4 separate regions of the Mus musculus genome follow, and regions 1, 3 and 4 are each linked to region 2. A link is a contact called in public HiChIP or PLAC-seq and promoter capture Hi-C data. All regions are on one chromosome and are shown on one strand. Each heading gives the region's core, a stretch centred on a gene start, on an enhancer-like site or on the middle of the called end of the contact. The rest is flanking DNA. Distances are from core to core; before and after follow the strand shown. Region 1 overlaps Eya4 (EYA transcriptional coactivator and phosphatase 4). Region 2 holds the start of Eya4 (EYA transcriptional coactivator and phosphatase 4). Region 3 has its middle 11 kb from the start of Gm47843. Region 4 overlaps Eya4 (EYA transcriptional coactivator and phosphatase 4).

What was found. Promoter capture Hi-C pulls out the DNA fragments that hold promoters and counts their contacts. HiChIP or PLAC-seq counts read pairs in DNA pulled down with a chosen protein or histone mark.
Region 1: a contact with region 2 is called in a promoter capture Hi-C map of maxillary cranial neural crest. The contact joins the enhancer-like site here to the promoter of Eya4 in region 2. A contact is called at or near these places in 8 of 39 promoter capture datasets (the 3T3-L1 cell line, 3T3-L1-derived adipocytes, cranial neural crest and 5 more), 1 of 484 Hi-C or Micro-C datasets (embryonic stem cells), 5 of 115 datasets of contacts at active chromatin or transcription factors (the NIH/3T3 cell line, craniofacial prominence, embryonic forebrain and 2 more) and 1 of 9 other capture datasets (adipose tissue).
Region 3: a contact with region 2 is called in an H3K4me3 HiChIP or PLAC-seq map of craniofacial prominence, with 3 times the contacts expected there. The contact joins the enhancer-like site here to the promoter of Eya4 in region 2. A contact is called at or near these places in 6 of 39 promoter capture datasets (the 3T3-L1 cell line, 3T3-L1-derived adipocytes, cranial neural crest and 2 more), 2 of 484 Hi-C or Micro-C datasets (both in embryonic fibroblasts), 4 of 115 datasets of contacts at active chromatin or transcription factors (craniofacial prominence, embryonic limb bud and embryonic stem cells) and 1 of 9 other capture datasets (adipose tissue).
Region 4: a contact with region 2 is called in an H3K27ac HiChIP or PLAC-seq map of vascular smooth muscle cells, with 4 times the contacts expected there. The contact joins the enhancer-like site here to the promoter of Eya4 in region 2. A contact is called at or near these places in 4 of 39 promoter capture datasets (the 3T3-L1 cell line, cranial neural crest and hippocampal neurons), 3 of 484 Hi-C or Micro-C datasets (cortical neurons, muscle stem cells and myocytes), 7 of 115 datasets of contacts at active chromatin or transcription factors (craniofacial prominence, differentiating embryonic stem cells, embryonic fibroblasts and 4 more) and 2 of 9 other capture datasets (adipose tissue and pancreatic islet).

The regions. Positions count from the first base shown.
Region 1 is chr10:23,143,502-23,146,201 of GRCm38.p6, forward strand. All of the region lies in intron 10 of Eya4 (EYA transcriptional coactivator and phosphatase 4), which reads right to left. Among named protein-coding and RNA genes, the nearest start is that of Gm24655, 22 kb to the right of the region's middle. Within about 2 kb of position 1,265, at least 9 of the 459 cell types and tissues checked have an H3K27ac peak or open chromatin away from gene starts, as enhancers often do.
Region 2 is chr10:23,348,514-23,351,213 of GRCm38.p6, forward strand. Eya4 (EYA transcriptional coactivator and phosphatase 4) reads right to left here and starts at 1,377. Exons shown (of 19, transcript NM_001347372.1): 1 at 1,249-1,377.
Region 3 is chr10:23,562,577-23,565,276 of GRCm38.p6, forward strand. No RefSeq gene overlaps it. Among named protein-coding and RNA genes, the nearest start is that of Gm47843, 11 kb to the right of the region's middle. Within about 2 kb of position 1,270, at least 6 of the 459 cell types and tissues checked have an H3K27ac peak or open chromatin away from gene starts, as enhancers often do. A contact at or near this core is called in craniofacial prominence and embryonic limb bud, where this site is marked.
Region 4 is chr10:23,201,938-23,204,637 of GRCm38.p6, forward strand. All of the region lies in intron 3 of Eya4 (EYA transcriptional coactivator and phosphatase 4), which reads right to left. Among named protein-coding and RNA genes, the nearest start is that of Gm24655, 36 kb to the left of the region's middle. Within about 2 kb of position 1,369, at least 60 of the 459 cell types and tissues checked have an H3K27ac peak or open chromatin away from gene starts, as enhancers often do. A contact at or near this core is called in embryonic fibroblasts, muscle stem cells, myocytes and 1 more, where this site is marked.

The sequences.
Region 1 (2,700 bases), core at 15-2,514, 210 kb before region 2:
GCATGTGGGTTTGGGTGAGTGGGGAGAAGGTGAGGACCTGGGAGGAGCTGGAGGAGGGAAACTATGATCAGGATATATTTTATGAAAAAAATCTCGTTTCAGTAAAAAATAAAGTAACGATATAAAAACACATCTTACTGTAAATGTTGTTTGCTCTTAAAGCAGTGCCAGCACGGCTCCTGGTTTCCCTGCCACTGCCACTGCCACTGCCACCACAGACAGGGTGGACAGCACACTGATAAAATGCTTTAACTACAAGTTTGAACACAGCCTTACCTTGCTGCAGCTTACGTTCCAGCTTATTTGAATAGGATTTAGATATTTGAACTTCTAAGTAACACTACACACACCCTTCTCTGCTTTCCACTCTTATACTGGATACTGGGACAAAAATTCCCTTGGGTTAATAAGTCATGCTAATCTAATACCTTTCTTTAAATAACACGATTCAAATTCATTCATACCTCAAAATTTTATTTTTATTTATGTGTATGCGTATATGTGTGTAGGTAGGTATGTGTATGTGCACATGTAAACTATGTGTGTCCGTGAATGCCAGAAGATTACACTGGATCCCCTGACCTGAAGTTATAGCTGTCTGTGAGCCTCCAGACATGGATGCTGAGAACCAATCTCAGGTCCTTTGCAAGAGCAGGGCGTGCTCTTTACCACTGAGACATCGTTCCAGCCTCAAACTAACTCTTACTTTAAAAAATAAGCTTAAACAAAACTTTTTTGGTGTGGCATTTATGAAATCTCTCTCTTTTTGCACACACACACACACACACACACATTTGTTGTTCTTTTTTCTTATTTATTTGGCTTTTTTTCTTGAGACTAGATTTCATGCTCGCTTCAAACTCCTTACATAGCCAAGGATGACACAGAACTCCTGCTTTTCAAGTGCTGGTATACCAGGTGGTTGTGTGATACATGTCTTTATGGTTTTTGCAGATCAATTTTAAGGTGATCTTCTCTCTCTCTCTCTCTCTGTCTCTCTCTCTGTCTCTCTGTCTCTGTCTCTCTTATGTCTCTCTGTCTCTCTGTCTCTCTCTGTCTCTGTCTCTGTCTCTCTCTCTCTCTCTCTCTCTCTCTCTCACACACACACACACACACACACACACACGTAGCCTTTTACTTTGGGTAGCAGTGCAAGAATGGAAAGACAAGAAAATTGCAAACTTCCAATCGCTGTCTTAAGTTACAGATAGGATGGCTAGCAGCAGCCTATGTCAGCACTAAGGAATCTGGCAGGAACAAGTCAGCTATTTAAACCTGAGATTCAGCAGCTATCACAGTGTTGAAGGGAAAAAATGGGGCCACAGGAAGTGTGTGGGTTTCTAAACACAGGAGAATCTGTTCTCAGTGGTTCTTTGCCAGTTAGTTAAGGATCTTAAAGATACCCAAAGAATACAGAAGAAAATCATGGGCAAAAGTGTTCTCCATGAGAGTAAAGCAGGCATTTAGAAGAAAATTCTGAAGGATAGCCTTATTTTTATTAAACTTTTAGTTTACAGCATGCACTGCCCTTTAAAATGAAAAATCAAAACACCATCTACACCTCATTATGTTGGTGAGAACTCAGAATGTTTGTTTCTTCTTTGCTTAATTTGTCTAGGACTCTCTCAAAGACACATGTCTTACTCTTTCTTTCTGCTGATTGCCATTTAGGTGAGTCACATGGTTAGGTGACTATAAATTATAATTATAAATATTATGTATTGAGTGTGTGCCAGTGAGATCTCTCCCTGTTGAGTATCTACTCAGCACTGGTATTGCTGGGTCAGTGGAGGGGTACAGCCATCTGGTACAGACGCAGATCTTCATAGAGGAATTACTGACCTACTGTCTCATGAGTATCACCATCCCCCATAGTTCTTGTTAGTCCTTGGTACTGTTAATCCTTATTTCAACCTTTGTGGATACATGGTGATAAGTTATTATTTGAAATAAAATTTTCTTGAAAAGTAATAATGAGGAACATGTTTTCATCTATTTAAAATTTGCCATTTTTTTCTGATTTGTAGGTGTTTATTGTGAACATTGTGTGTATGAGAGAGTGAGAATGAGTGAGAGAGACATAGACAGAGAATTAAACCCAATTCCCAGCTAACACAGAACTATGCCCTTATTATCTTATAACTATGGAGAAACTGGCAACACAATATACTTAATTAGGCAACAACAATCAGCTGATATTTGGTGATGTCAATGTGATTCCAGAATTTCTGCTATAACCACCAGGCTAATAGTTCCTCCTCCAAATAGAAATAGTTTCTCCTGATCAAGAAAGACCTCTAACAACTCACCAGAATGAAAGAATATGTTGGGAAGTCATGCATGTGACATATCTAAGACATATATGGAACCCAAACCACCCAGTGGAAAGAAAATGAAATAACCTGATTGAAGACAGAAGCAACGGCCAGAGCAGCTGGTTCTCAGAAGAAGACATAGAGATGGTCAATCAGTGTATGAAAATAGCAGTGGTAATTAGAGAAACGCAAGTTCAAACTATATACTGAAACTCACACTTTATAGGATGTCTGTTATCAAAGGAGAAAAGGGAAGTGTCATTGAACTTGGTGTGAACAAAAAGACCCTGAGGCTGAAGCATCAAGAGGACTGCATGGAAGCCTGAGACTTAAAATCAGGTTGTGTGAATACATGACTATTCTGCTAAGACAGTCCTGCCCTCAA
Region 2 (2,700 bases), core at 127-2,626:
GCCACGCGCTTGGTGAGCCGCCACCTAGGTTGTCCCCGCGCGGGGATGCGCGCCTTCCACGGGGGCCCTCGAGTTCAGGAGGCTCCCTGAATGGTCCCTGCGTTGTCCGGGAGAAAAGGAGAAGGCCACGCCGATCCCACCCAAACCGCAAACCCCGTTAGTCTCCCAGGAACTTGAAAGATGTGAGCTGAGGCGCTAACATCCCAAACAAGGGGACGGTGGCAAAAATCAAACTGCACTCCCTTAGTTTTGCCACCGCTCTGCCACCAGGCTCAGTCAAAACCTCCTTGTTTCTTTCAGAGAGATTGCGAATCTCGAATACAAAGAAAAAAGGAAAAGAATTTAGTGCTAATAGAAAAATAAAATGAAAAGTTTGGGGTTGCTGTGGCTTGCAAAACGAAACGGGCTCACACAGTCTGTCTCCCAGTCACAGATGACCAAGCTCTACAAGCGTTTAGAGTGCCAAGGCCACCCCAGATCCAGTGAGCTCTGAGAGAAACCTGCTCGCCCCAGCCTGGTCCTTGGCTTTGGAGAAGTTAGAATTGCTCCTCAGCATCCGCTCCTGGAGCCAATGAACGCGACTCCTCTGACAAGGCGCCTCTAATTTCACAGACCCTGGCACACTGCAAGAGACATTCGTCCACGCCACGTAAAAACCATTAAAGTGACCCCCCCCCCCTGTTTAGACTGCGACCGGTACCTGGAGACCAGGGCTTGGCCTCTGGGTACACGCGCTCCCGGCCTCACGCAAACCCAGGCGCCCACGGCTCTCCAAGGGACACTGAGTGAGGCAGCACCCTTACTCCACGTAGCAGGTCATCACAAAGTATTAAATGTCACCGGGTGGGAGTGGGAAGAGTCTGGTGTAAGCTTCCCGGGCGACAGGGAACAGGGTGCAGGCAGGTAGGATCCGCACCCGGGGACGACGCGAGACTCACTCAGGTCCTGTGGCGCTAGACAAGAGGGGTTACTGGGGACCAGGTCGTTGAGGGTCTTCCTGGGCGAGCGTACCACTGAGGTCCTAGGGACCCTGGCCATGGGACACTGCTGTTGGATCATCGGGGAGAACTCCGAGGCTCACACACTCTCCCTGCGCGCGACCTCCATCCCCAGATCCCCATTCACGCACTACAAAGTGTCTAGCTAGCACTTTCTAGGGGACAGTTTGGGGGAATCATCCAAATCTGGACACACCTCCCCCCTCCATTGGACTTCAAAAACCGGGTCGGATGAAGAGAGGACACTCACCTCTGGCGGCCCGGACCGCCTTGGACTCCCGAAGTTCAATTGTCTGTCCCAGCCAGTGATCTGCGGGTCCGATCTACGTATTTACTCGCTTTCCTTCCAGTGTCTAAGTTTTCCCTTCGCGCTGTGTCTCTGGTAAAAACAGGACATCCCTTTCGGCCACCCCCAACAAATAGCTTACACAAGTGGGGGAGAAACAGGGCGGGGTGGGGGAGCCGGCTGCGAGGGGGGGGGGGGGAGGACGAAAGGAGCCGAACCAAAGTCCGAGCAGCCGAGCGGCGTTAGCGAGCAGAAGAAAAGAGAAAGCGCGCGCGCGCCGGGTGGCCGGGCGTCCCTCCGCAGGTCCCCGCCGCTCAGTCCCCTCTCTAGGGCGCCGACCGGGAAAGGTTTGCGCGCAAGCCGGGAGCCGCCGGAGCGTGCGCCGCGCCGCGGGCAGCCTCTCCCTAGCGCGCGGAGCTGGAGCCTAGAGGCAGGAGGCGGGATGTGGGGGGGTTGGGGGGGGACGTCGCCGCCTGCGTCCTGGGGCTAGGGTGGCCGCTGGGGGCCTCCCGGCAGGCCGCCGGAAGAGCAGGAGATCTTGGCGGGCGCAGAAGCCCTCTCTTTTTATTCGATCTCTGGAAACTGCCTGTTATCATCGGCTTTTTTTTTCTTTTTTGAGGTCTCGCGTGGGGGGACCTCCGGGGCTCCCCGGCTCTGCGCGTCTCTGGTGGCGCCGCGGTAATCTCCGCGCCCTCTGCGCCGCCTCACCCCGCCCCCACCCCGCCTGGCGCTGGCCACCGAGGCCTTTAGACTGAAGGGACCAGCCCGCCACCGGGCTCCTCGGTCCCCCACCTGCTTCTGGGCGGCGGTCCCCTAACTACCCTGTGCGAGCTACAGGCCCTCAGTCGGACTCCTTGCCACTTACCCCAAGAGAGGAGGCAGAAGGGACTCTAGTCCACTTGCAACAAAGTTAAACGCCAACTGACACCAGCCCAAAGCTTGCTCTGGATTTAGGAAAGAGCTTTTTCCTGGAGATGGAAGCGATGAAGGAGTTAGCAGCGTGCAGACGGGCAGCACTGGGAAGTGCCTGGGCCCCTTCCAGGCCGGGCGCAGCTATAGGCGCCCCTCCCAGGCGCCCAAAGGTCAGACTGCAGTGACTTCCAAAGGCCAGTCAGAACTGCTCAGGGCACACTGCTGAAATGGCATTTTGAGCCTATGCCTTCTGTTGATGTCTTTTGTACCTACATTGGATTTCATATTTCACAGACAAATATAAATATCACACTCTTGGACCAAAGCAAAGACAATCCCCAAATATTACTCCCATATAACCCCACCTTTCCCTAAAGCCCATTGTCTCCATCAGTAACATCTGTCCTGATACTTTGATAATGTGTATCAACTCATTTTGAATTTATTGTCAGTTGCTGTACTGCTCACTTGTGGTTCACGCGTGTTTGTTTAATTAATTTCCTA
Region 3 (2,700 bases), core at 20-2,519, 210 kb after region 2:
TCGAAGTTTCAATTTAAACATTCAGGAAATCTCCCTTATTTAAAGCAATCAACTCATTGCTGACAAGGTCTGGCCTCACTGTGTTTAATTTTTTGGCATCAAGCAGAACTTGATTGGTCACAGCCAGTGCACAAGAGGTCCTTCCCTCCTCACAAAGAGAGATTCCAGATCTTTTCTGCCTTGAACACAAGCCTAGAGGTATCGGTGCATTCTCAGAAAATCAATACTTTGGCAAATATTTCAATGTGGATAATGGATCTAATATTTAAAATCTAGGCAAAATTCCAGTTTCCCAGAAGCAAACAAAAGTGGCCACATTTTGTTATTCCTTTAAATATTGTATCATTTGTCATACTCTCTGGGCTATGCGGCCACTCAATAATCTGCACTTAGTTTTCAAGATTTCTATTTACTGTAGAAAAGGAAAATGATTTACCAGGTCATAGATAGGAATTAGAAAGTTCCACGGAATTGGTCAGGGAAACGTATCACAGACACAGACTCATTGGATAGACAGGTAGACACTCATGTGCTAATGGATGGGTGGAAGTTAAGTTGGAGAGGAGAGAGACATTTCATTACTCAGGAGATATGTGGAAGTGAAATTAGCTAATAAGTAAGCCAATGACATTAAGGTTGAAATAAATGATTAGCAGTCTGAAGAACAAATCGTGCAATTGAGGATTTGAAATGGTTTCACCAGTTCTCAAAGCTTATCTTCTTCTATTGAATTCTAGAAAATGAAAAACATTATGTCGGGCTCTTCAGCTTGGATTCCTTATGGAGATGTAGCCAAAGCGTTGCTAAAAACCTTCCACATGCAGAACAACTCTGAGCCTTCATAGCCCTCTATTATAATATCCGGATACTATGCCTTTCTCAATGAAAAACCAGAAAACAGACTGCAACCATTCCATTGTAAATCACTCATTTCTCTGCGATTATATAGCAGCATCTATACTAGAGACATTTTGGACATTTTAAAAGAAACACTTTGAAATAAAAATTAGACAGTGAAAATACTTCATCGTGTCAAAGTGTTTTGGAATAAGGTCCCTCTAAAATTCAACTTGAGGCACGATTCTACCAGCTCCCGGGACCCTTCTTCAGCCACTACATTAAGTTGGGTCTGCTTTAATGAAACACCAGCCTGAGGAGCTTAAACAAAATGAGTGTGTTATCACAGTTTGTTCTAGTCTAGAAATCCAAGACTGAGGTCTGGCAGAGTTTGCCTCTTGTGAAGGATCCCTTCTTGATTTGAGTGTCACCTCTGGCCATGTGTGGTCACAACAGCCTTTGCTTGGTGCTCATTTGTAGAGGAGGACGGTCTCTCCTTGCTCCAACATTAATCTTTTCATCTGAAGAGGCCATTCTTGTGGCTTCGTTTCCAAATCACTGGGGTTTAGGCTCCAGTAAGAGACTAGAAGAGCAGACAGTTCAGTCATAGAGGACCACTAACAAAATCACAAATAACTGGGCTACTTACATACTTGTTATAATTCTGTCTCATTGTGAAGTCACACTATCACATAGGTCTTCTTTCTTGAAAAGTCCATGTGTCTACCCTCAGAGACTAAAATTCATTGTTGAAAGTTAATCCATACCTCAATGTGTCCAGTGAAGAGATTTGACACATTTTCATTAAAATATTTACTACTTCATTGCTACCACTGAGGGGAAAAAGGAGACCAATTTAGTTGTTAATTCTATTAATGTTCTAGACAAAATCAAATGGTAGAAAACAGATATTGTGGAATTAGACCCTTAAAAGCATTTTCGTTACAAAAGTCCCCGGTGATTGAACTGAATGACCTCAGAGTTTGTATAGAAATGTTTCCCCACCACCACCACCACCACACACACATAACAAATGAAGCAGTATAGAGATTGCTTTCACAAAATAGAAGGAAAGTTGTTGCTCACTTTTCTGATATAATCAAGAGTGTGTTATATTTTCATTTGTCTACTATGGCATACCACAGCTCAAATACCAAGGGCCAAGAAATCACTTAAGTAAGATACATCCCATACATCACAAAAACGCACCAGCCTTTCCTGAAATATGATGTAATATTTAAGGCTGGTGTATTGTATTACTTGGGTTTTCCGTGTTTTTCCCTTGTAACTGTCACCATTTGGATGTGCTAAGTGAGCACAAGTATTTGATATACTGTATTTTATTTCCTTCTCATGCATCATTGCAGCCAGAACTCCTCCAAAGTGTGGTACAGGGGCCTCCGGGGGCCTCTGGCTGCTCTGGAATGCTCCACGAGGAGGAAGAACTTGACTCGGGGTATTGAACAGGGAGAGTGATGGCTGCAGAAATCCAGGGGAATTGTGGTAATTCTTACTCACAAAAGGCAAGGCAAAAAGTAGAAGCCTGACAACCCTGAAATGTAGGGATTTATCACCCAGACATCATGGATGGCCAGGAAACATGACCAGTAAGCGGTAGGATCACTTCCTTGTCACATCTCCATGTTTTCTCACTTTTGCAAGCCATGGGGTCTCCACTTCTCTTCGGCTACATGATAGTTGCTGTGTTGTTCCCAGCACCCTGACCCTTGCTCTATATCCCCAGCACCCTATCTTCACCCAAACCTTGCAACCAAGTCCTTAAGGTCTTTGTGGCAGCTTCCGCATTGCCAGAAAAGACAAGACCTTTCCTGTTTCGTCTGCTTTTCCAACAGCTGCTGGGAA
Region 4 (2,700 bases), core at 119-2,618, 150 kb before region 2:
AGTTCCTAACTAAAGGGAAGGTTTTCCTCACAAGAGGTTGATAGTTTAGTCCTGTAGAGAGAGTCTGTGTGTGCTAGGCTGAGAGAGGACTGGACTAGATGTTGAAGGAGAGGAAGGGGTAGAGGTAGCCAGTCTGGAGCAGCCCCAGACTTGGAAGCACAGACTAGCTGTTGCTTTCTCTAGAGCCTTCTTTTGCCAGTAGCTCAGAGTTCAGCCAGCTTTACCAGAGCAGCCCTTCTCTCCATGCCTAAACAAGCCAAAGACCTTCTCTGACCCAGGTGAAACGCAATCAGAAGCCTCCTCGGCTCCAGTAGGTTTAGTTTCCTAGATTCAATTAAGTGGAGTCTACTAGGAATTTGTAAATCAAATAGTGAACTTTTTGCACATTCAGCCAATTTGGGATTTCAGTGTTTGTTATACCTTTTTTTTTTTTCCTGAAAAAAGGATGGAAATACAGCTGCTTTCTTCTTTTTTTTCTTCCCCTCTCTTTCACTATTTCCCTCCTTTCTTTCTTCTTTCCTTCCTTCCTTCCTTCCTTCCTTCCTTTCTTCCTTCCTTCCTTCCTTCCTTCCTTCCTTCCTTCCTTCCTTCCTCCCTCCCTCCCTCCCTCTTTCTTTCTTTCTTTCTTTCTTTCTTTCTTTCTTTCTTTCTTTCTTTCTCTCTCTCTCTCTCTCTCTCTCTCTCTCTCTCTCTCTCTCTCTCTCTCTCTCTCTTTCTTTCTGTTTCCAATTTCCCTTATTTCTTATTGAAGTCTCTCCTGTGTTCTTAACATTCCTAGACTACTGTCTGTCATGAAGTTCAAGTCTGTTTTCCAAAGGGAAGATTGCCAGAAAATCAAATGTTGTGGTTGCCTGGTTTTCTCTAGCATTCTTTGGAGGTTTTGCAAAGGAGGTAGAGATAGGGAATAAATACATTGACCAAAATGAAGAACTAACCGTGAAAACGATATCAAGATGAGCTTTTACTTACGGATGACACAAACGCTCCCAGAAGTACCTTTCCTAGCTTTATGCTGTAGTTTTCATTGCTGCTGGTAGTTTGGATCCTGCTAATAAGCATTTATGACACAAATTAGGAATGTATTACTAGAACAACACAATGTGCATGCTACCGGCCTGTGTGGTGGATAGGTCATTACTCCTCTGACTTTTTGAGGAAAAATGTTCTCCTCAACATTTCACTTGTAAAGTAGTGAAGATAGTTCTCCTCCCAGAGTCTGTCTCCTCGGGGGATTCTGCAAACACTTTGGATAATGAGTTGGATTTGTTGAGAATTCTTTCATGTGGTTACATGGCAGATGGACTGACTGAACAGTCATGTGAGGGTAAGAAGAGAAACACTTCTGTGTGGTTTCTGGATTCTGCATATAAGACTGGGTAAATCTTAGCAGGATTTTAGTTACAGACGGGCTCGGCAGGGTTGCATCACAGAGGCATCCTGAAGTCATGGGAAAGCTGAGAATCAAAGTGATGGACTTTGGGCATGAACTTACCATGTGCTGGGTGGAGGTTTGGGGAAGTTCCTTTAATTCACTAGCTCCACTTTTGAAAGATTAGGCAGCCCATTCTCAAATGGTGTACACTTAACATTAAGCAGTCTCATTTGTTTCTAGGAAGTCTGATCATTTTGCACAACTAAAACCTTTGTGACATTGCCTAACGCCCCCTAATTACTCTCGTTAGTCGTGACATGAGAATTAGTCACAGCCTTCGTCAGAGCCAAGTTCCTTCTCCCCATATGTGTGTGATTGAGGGTTAATTTGAGTTCTGTTGTCAAGGGGTTTGATGCTGGTTTTGACTGCGTGTGCTCACGCACGAGAGCAAGTGTGTGTGTGTGTGTGTGTGTGTGTGTGTGTGTGTGTGTATCACTTCCAGTGAAGAGCAATTTGGTAAGTAGTAAAAAAAAGAAAAAAAAAAAAAGAAAAAGTTCACCTTCACTAGCTCCACTTTGATCTTGTGAAATCCCTTCTCAACCTGGGTTTAATTGTGAGTGCAATAGAATTGGTGGCTCCATGATTCTTAGATCTCTCTGTGTAGCTGTCAGGTTACATACAAGAAAGCTTAGCTCCTGCTGGCACAGAAATCCTGAAGTCTGGATCACTCGCCAAGGGATGAAGCCAGCGTGTTGTGGAAGAATCTACAGCCCCCACATTTGCTGAGGCACTAGTCATAACTGCCAAGATGTTGAAATAACCGAATTAGTCATTAATGTCAACTGACTGTCTCCATCAGATTAGCCTATGCACATGACGAGGGGCACTCTTGGATTGTTAGTGGATCTAGGGAGCCCAGCCCATTGACTGCAGTGTCATATCTAGGCAGGTGGCTCTTTGATGTAGAAAAAGGTACTGAGCAAAACAACAGGAGCAGAAAAGCAGAAATACCCATCCAGTCTTACTACTGGCATGGTGTATAAATAATTTTACAGAGTAGAGATGCTGGTGTGAGCTTCCCTGGTCTCCCACAGGCTCTCTGCATGGTTGTCCTGTGCTGTACAGCAAACCTTAGCTACCTGTGGCTGCACTGGTGTAAGACGGTGAAAACGAAGGAATCGGCTTGCTTCTCAGTGTGCTAGTCTCAGCTCAGTCGCTCATTGGTTGAGTGTAGCTAGTGCCCACTGCACAAGACAACACATCTAAAAGGACATCCCCATCATCTCAGAAAGTGTACTGGACAGCACCACCCACCACAGAAAGAAAAC